Regions from separate parts of the Zea mays genome. Here region 2 is linked to region 1. A link is a contact called in public Hi-C data. All regions are on one chromosome and are shown on one strand. The core of a region is the stretch at or near the end of the contact, and the rest is flanking DNA. Distances in the headings are between cores, read along the strand shown.

Region 1 (3,250 bases), core at 418-2,917:
CAAACGGGCCCTAAAACTAGTGCTTAGGGAGCGATTCACAATCATCTCCCAAGTCCCAAGTACGACATATATATTTACAAGGATTCTCAACTCAATAATCCAAATAATGATAATACAAAGTAGTAGGTCAAATCCATAGACGACAAATTTCGAGTAATTTTTGGCTAAAAGTCCGACGGATCAGATGGCGCTCCAATTTCCATCTCAGCTACCAAACACACGCTAAACCAATAAGTCTCTGCTACACGCTACGGTGTCCCAAGGCGCGGCCATGAACGGATTCATGTAACTACCTAAAGACCTCGGCCTGGCGCCGGCGGCGTCATTGTCGTCGTCGTCGAACACCACCCACTCTTTTGTCACCACTGTCTTGGAAGCTAGTCGGGTTTCCTCCACGGCGACAAGCGCCTTCGTTTCTTTCTCCACGTCCTTGCCGCGTTCTTCGACGACGTGGTTCATGATGATCTTCTCGAGGTCCCTGATGTCATCGTCCGAGACACGCTCCACGGCCGGAAACTCGGCGGCGTTGAGTACGCCCAGGTCCCGGCACAGCTCCAAGTACGACGACAGCTGCGCGCTCTGCTCTGCGGCCTTCCTCAGCACCCGCATCCCCTGCACTCCCCTGCGCCGCCTCGCTGCCGCCAGCGTCTCTCCCGGCCGTGCCCGTGGCGTCGTCGGGGCCGACCCGAGAACGGCGACGAGGAACCGGGCAATGCCCGTGCATATTTGGCTGTTGACCTCGAAGATCTCGATGACGACGCAGTCCATCGCCTCCAGAATGAGGCCCTGCTGCACGCCGTCCCCGTACGGCCGGATCTGCATGAGCAAGTCCAGCAGGTGCTGCAGCTTGGTCACGCTGTCCAGCCGCGCGTCCTCGCCGTCGGCCTCGCCGCTGTTGGCGGCGTCTAGCTCCTGGGCGGTGAAGAGGGAGCGAGTGTCGAGGAAGCGAAAGTAGGCGCGCACGAAGGCGGAGAAGCCCGACGATTTGGACGGCGGCGACGAGCGGTCGCGGAAGTCGGCGAGGTCAAAGGGGACGCGGCCGAGGCGCGCCGCGCGTGGCGCAACGTCGGACCGCAGGAGCAGGCCATGCGCGAGCACGAGCGCTTTAAGCGCCACGGCCCAGCACCGGGTCCGCCGTGCGCGGCGCGCTAGCGCCCACATGAGCGGCTGAAGCGACGGCGGCGACGCGCGCGCCAGTGCGAACACCCGTGCCGCGCTCCCGTGGTCCACGGATCGCTCGTCGTGGCTGGTCGCGCGGATCACGGCCGCCTCCAGCTTCGGGCTCCTCAGCGCGGGCGTGGCCACCCCGGAGACTGGCCGTGGCCGCAACGCCACCACACGCGTCAGGTACAGGCTCCTCCTGTCCTTGACGGCCGCCGCTGCGCGCCGCCACCACTGCCGCGCCGTCGTCATCTTCTGACCGCCGGCGCAGCGCCACCACCTGGCGTCACCGCCTTCCCCGGCGCCGCTATGCTCGAGGCGCCCAGGGAAGATCAAATCCACGACGGTTGCCAGCTCCACGCCACGCCACAAGCGTTCTTGGCCGCTGGAACTTCTGGCAGAGATGAAATCTCGAAGAAACAAAGTTGTCAGGCCAAGGAAATTAACAGCTGAACGGCATGGGATGGCAGGAAGAGAAACGATGCGCCAAGAACGTGTGAGGCAGTAACGGGGGGTCGGAGGGGAGACAAAGGAGGGCATAAGTGGAGTGGAGGCGTGGACGGTGGAGGGCCAGGTCAAGCATTTTTTTTTTACATGGCCGGATGGCCCCGTGAACCCGAATTCCATATATTGGGGAAAAAATTGGCTATAGCCGTCTGTAAAGCAGCGCTTCTGCAGGCTCCTTTCGATTGATGACACGTGTTTGATCCCTCACAAATCTCAAATAAACAAGACACCCAGCCGTTCTCATCCATAGCCCACTATCTTCTTGCTAGCTTCGGCTCGCTAGCCTCTTACTGCTAGCTTCGGCTAAAGTTCTGTTTCTCTCCCGCAGCTTCAACTGTTCTTTTAATCCCAGTGCAGGGGATGGGAGGGAGAGAGGATAGCTCTGGGCGGCGGCAGTTGGTGCTGTGGCGGTGCTCCCCAACTGGCTAGGGCGTGGGGATATTGATCTGTCCAAGTTGCTTCATCTTAAATTGCTGTTGAAATTCCCTCTTTCCAGTTACGAAATGGTTCGAGGAACAGGGTTGTTATGCAGCTAGTAGCTTTAGCATCCACTCTAGAAGTTTGAGACTTTTTGGACAACAAATTGTTAAGTGTCAACACTGAAGGAAATGAAATGACTAAAATTACATCAACTATTCCATTTACGCTTTTAGAAATGATCAAATCTATTTATATTAATGCTTTCAAATATCTCATTTCTGTTGACACCAAAACAGTGCAACTAGAGTATTACACTTCCAGATTACATAAAAACTATAAATGGATGACTACTACTCATGTGGTGCGATTATTTGAGGCATCAAAATGTAGCTCTCGAGCAGCCAAATCATACGAATCAACTCCAAGTAAAAGACTTGTATATCCTCCTTGCATCAACAAAGCATCCGTAGTTTCAAAATCAGCATTCATCTTATTGGTTACAGCATGTTGTTCTGGCATATTAACACCAATACTTTCATCCAAAGTTGTTTGTGTAAAAACCGTTTAGAAAAATATTCAGATAATCAAATTATTGAAAAATGGCAATTCCATTATCCACTATGCCTTACATTCAACAGTTCTGGATCCTGATCAGGTCTCATATTTTGATCTATTTTCCTTGAATTTGTTCCTATGTCATATATGGAGGAGTACAAATATTAACAACAATACTTTATGTATGATTGAATAGAAAAAACCTAAAATATATTTGAAACTACTAAAAGAAGTGATATGGGGAGAATAACTACCGTTATTAGAAGAACCTTTCCTTTTCTTCCTTGTATTCTTTTCAACTGCATTCTTTGATCGTTTACTTTTAGCGCCTTTCACTACCTGTGGAACTCTAAATGAAATTTTGCTATTTACTGTTTGTATATTGCGGTCATTTGGAATTACAGGGAACTCAGTTTCTTCCATCTTGTCTAGTGAATGATCAGCCTCCAATTCCAACTTCTCTAATGCTCTCTCCAAATCATCAAGAAGTGGTTTTGACACTGAACACTTCAATGCAAGGGATGTTGCCATTCGAGAAAGTCGTGCGGCATGTGCTTTCAAGTTTTCTTTCTCCTTTCCCATTTTCTCAATATAAAAACCTCTTTTT
Region 2 (3,250 bases), core at 199-2,698, 170 kb before region 1:
CACGGTGACCACGACCTGCTCCAAGAAAGGTATCACGAACCTTGAATCCAACTGCGTTGGAATTTGGAAGAACAGAGTTAGCTAGGCCATACAACAACCAGAAGTCCAGAAGCAAAATATTGCAAGCATAGAAGCTGTATGACATGGCTTACATTCTTCAGGCTGTTTTCCTGACTCAGCGCCGCGAACATGGCGCCGTGGACCTCGAACTTGCGAAGCTTCGGGTGGCTGTTGAAGAATTCGACGAGGTCGATCTCCGGAAACGGCTGCAGCGTGTCATAATCACCGGAGAATTCGACCTTCATCACCAGGTGCTTCACCTCGCTAGCGCACTGCAGCACCGAGCTGATGGCGCCCCAGCTCCACTGGACGCCGCGCAGCGAGAGCTGGTCCAGCTCCGGGAGCTTCCCCATCTCGACATGATGCACACTACCTAAAATATCCATTTTTGGTATATTAACCATCAGGCAATGTGAAAGGGACCAAATCTGTTTTGCAAGGGAACGCAAAAGAGCCCTTCGGAAGACCGGAACATACCAGTGTTCTTGGAGATTGTGAGATGTTTGAGACGGTTGCCACCTTGCAGATAGATAAATGAGAAACCCTGGACCTCAAGGGACTCGACGCGGGGCGCGGCGAACCTGAGAGAGGAGTTGCCAGAGCCGAGGAAGTCGAGCCGGCACCGCTCGAGCGAGGCTAGCGAGATGACCGCCTCTCCGTCGCACTGGCACCCGAGCAGCGAGAGGTCGGTGAGGTTGGGGCAGGCGGCGAGGACGTCGTTGACCGCTGCGTCTACCAGGATGGCGCTGACGATCTCCAGCACGCGGAGCCGCTCCATCCGGCCCCACGCGGGGGCGCGCGTCATCGTGAGCCCCCACAGCCTGAGCTCCTCGAGGCCCGCGGCCACCCCGATAGAATCGAGATTCAGGTGCCCCGACTTGTCAGCGGCGGCGGAGTCCATCCGTAGCTCGAGCACGCGCAGCGTGGCGGCCCGCGCCGCGAGCCAGTGCGGGAGCAGGGACGCGGAGAAGGGGCAGTACACGACGAGCTCCTCGAGGCGCGCGGCGGCGTCGACCATCCGACCGATGGCGTCGTCGGCGAAGGCCACGGCCGACGCCGGTCCGCCGGCCAAGGCCTCAAAGGCGCCCCGCGGAAAATAGAGCGACGGAAGGAAGGCCACACAGTCGCGCCAGCAGCGGGCGACGGCGGCGCAGCCGGCCACGTCGCGGGCGTTGCTGAGCTGCGAGAGGATGTGCTGCACGACGCCTTCTGGGAGCGTGTCCATGCCGCGGTCGCACCCTCGTACCTCGGGGGGGACTGTTGCCGGAGCAGCTAGTCAGCGAGTGGCGGCCGAGATTGGGGGCTTGGTGTGCGCGGATTGGATGGGGAGTGTGGGGACTGGGGAGCGTGCGCGATTTGTGTTTGCTGGGATGGTGGTGGGTTTCGAAATTTAAAAGGAGTGGGGAGAGCCGCCGCCGTTCCGGGGGGATTTCGTTGCCTGCTCTGGGCATTCGAACTCGAAAGTCGAAACCTTGGGTGGTTGTGGCGGGAGGTTTCGGACTACCTTTTTTGAGTTGGCGCCTGCCGCTTGGCGGGCCGGGCCGGGGCGGCTGCGCCCACTGCTACTGGCGACTCGCGAGAGAGGCTAGAGGCGGGAGCGCTAGCTTTTTTTGACGATCCAGTTTTTCGTGTGGGCCGACGCAGACACATTTCGGCACTACCTGTCGGCCTGCCTCTGTCTGTGTCAATGCGGGCTGTTTTAATCCAAAAAATCATTTTCTCTCTCTTGATTATCGTCATTGTCTAGTTTTATTTCATCAATTCCAAAACCAAATCCTGATGAAAATGGTTGGCAAATGAGCTTTAGAAGATGGTTATATGAAGATTGCAGAATTAAGTGGGAAGACATATGCAGTTTAATTTCCACAATGATCCTGAAGTCATTGAGTGTCAAATCCCTTTATACTCACATTGTGAATCATAACTATACTTATGGTACTAGCATGAAACATGTATGGAAAGCAAAAAATCCTGCCAAATATTAAAATGTTTGTGTGGTTACTTGAAAACAATTTGTTGTTAACTAAAAATAATATGGCAAAGAAGGGGTGGATTGGAGACTTGTCCTGTTGTTTCTGTAACCAGCCTGAATCGATTGATCAACTTTTTTTTGCTGCTCGGTTACTAGGGTGATTTGGGGTGTTGTTGTGAATTTCTCTAACACTTGTATTGTTCCTAATAATATAACTCGATGTTGTAATTGGTTGGACAATTATGCTACTGATTTGAAAAATATTCACATCATAGGTGTGGCAGCTATTTGCTGGGCAGTTTGGAAAGCAAGAAATAAATTGTGCTTTGAAAAGATTCTTATTAATTCTCCTAAAGACATCATTTGTCATGCTTGTGCTCTGATGAACGTTTGGGCAGGTTTAAGAAAGAAAGAGCTCCAGGACTTGATTCGGGAGGGGGTGCTCAACTGCTGGTTAGGGCAGCCAGTTTCAAGCTTGATGATCCGGAGGACAACCAGAAACATGAGGTTTCTGAGGGAGATGAAGAAGAGGATGCAGTTCAGAAGAAAATAGGAGTTGAAGATGGTGTTTGGTGTGAGCTCTTGTGATCTGGTGCCGTTGAGTCCAGAAGTTATATTTAGTGTTGTTTTGTTTGTCTTTGTTGATGTTGGCCCCTGCGCTGGTGGTTTCCTGGCTGTCATGAACTTGACTTTTGTCTCATGTGTGAGGTTGTAATCCTGCAAACTTGGATGCAAACTTGGACGCATGCAGTTATAGTATTCATCTCTGAATGATTCAGAGGGTACTTTAGCTGAGAAAACGCTGGGAGTGATTTTGAACGATGTCCTCCGTCTCAGATTGCTCCTTGTGATTTTTTCAGGTGGCGCGTGACTTCGATTGTATTTATGTTATGAAAATAAAAGAAATGGGATATCCTCGGTTCAAAAAAATCCAAAACCAAATATCTTACACCAAAACTTTTAAAACCGTTAAAGTTACTAATATCCCTTAATTTAGAGTAGTTTATTTTTTGTCCATTTTTAGTCCACAAATATGTAGATAATTTATAAGATTTTTAAACCCATAGAAAAATCACTCTAAGAGGGTGTTTAGCATGACTCTACTATATCCTAGAGAAACTATACTCACAAAAAAAATAGGGTGAAGCAGTTCTGTTTCGGATGACGCCTCGACGAGTCGACCTCCTCCTGCAACAAGCCAACAAGGCAAGTGCACAA

What was found. Hi-C and Micro-C count contacts between places; a contact is called where the count stands out from the background.
Region 2: a Hi-C map of endosperm shows a contact between it and region 1, with 2.7 times the contacts expected there. The contact joins the promoter of LOC100273820 here to the promoter of LOC100284974 in region 1. A contact is called at or near these places in 4 of 25 Hi-C or Micro-C datasets (bundle sheath, ear, endosperm and 1 more).

What each region holds. Positions count from the first base shown.
Region 1 is chr1:202,908,302-202,911,551 of Zm-B73-REFERENCE-NAM-5.0, reverse strand. It overlaps LOC100284974 (clathrin assembly protein), which reads right to left and starts at 1,667. Exons shown (of 1, transcript NM_001157869.1): 1 at 108-1,667. The coding sequence starts at 1,413. The coding sequence ends at 223.
Region 2 is chr1:203,082,260-203,085,509 of Zm-B73-REFERENCE-NAM-5.0, reverse strand. LOC100273820 reads right to left here and starts at 1,448. Exons shown (of 3, transcript NM_001353582.1): 1 at 538-1,448; 2 at 153-433; 3 at 1-51. The coding sequence starts at 1,285.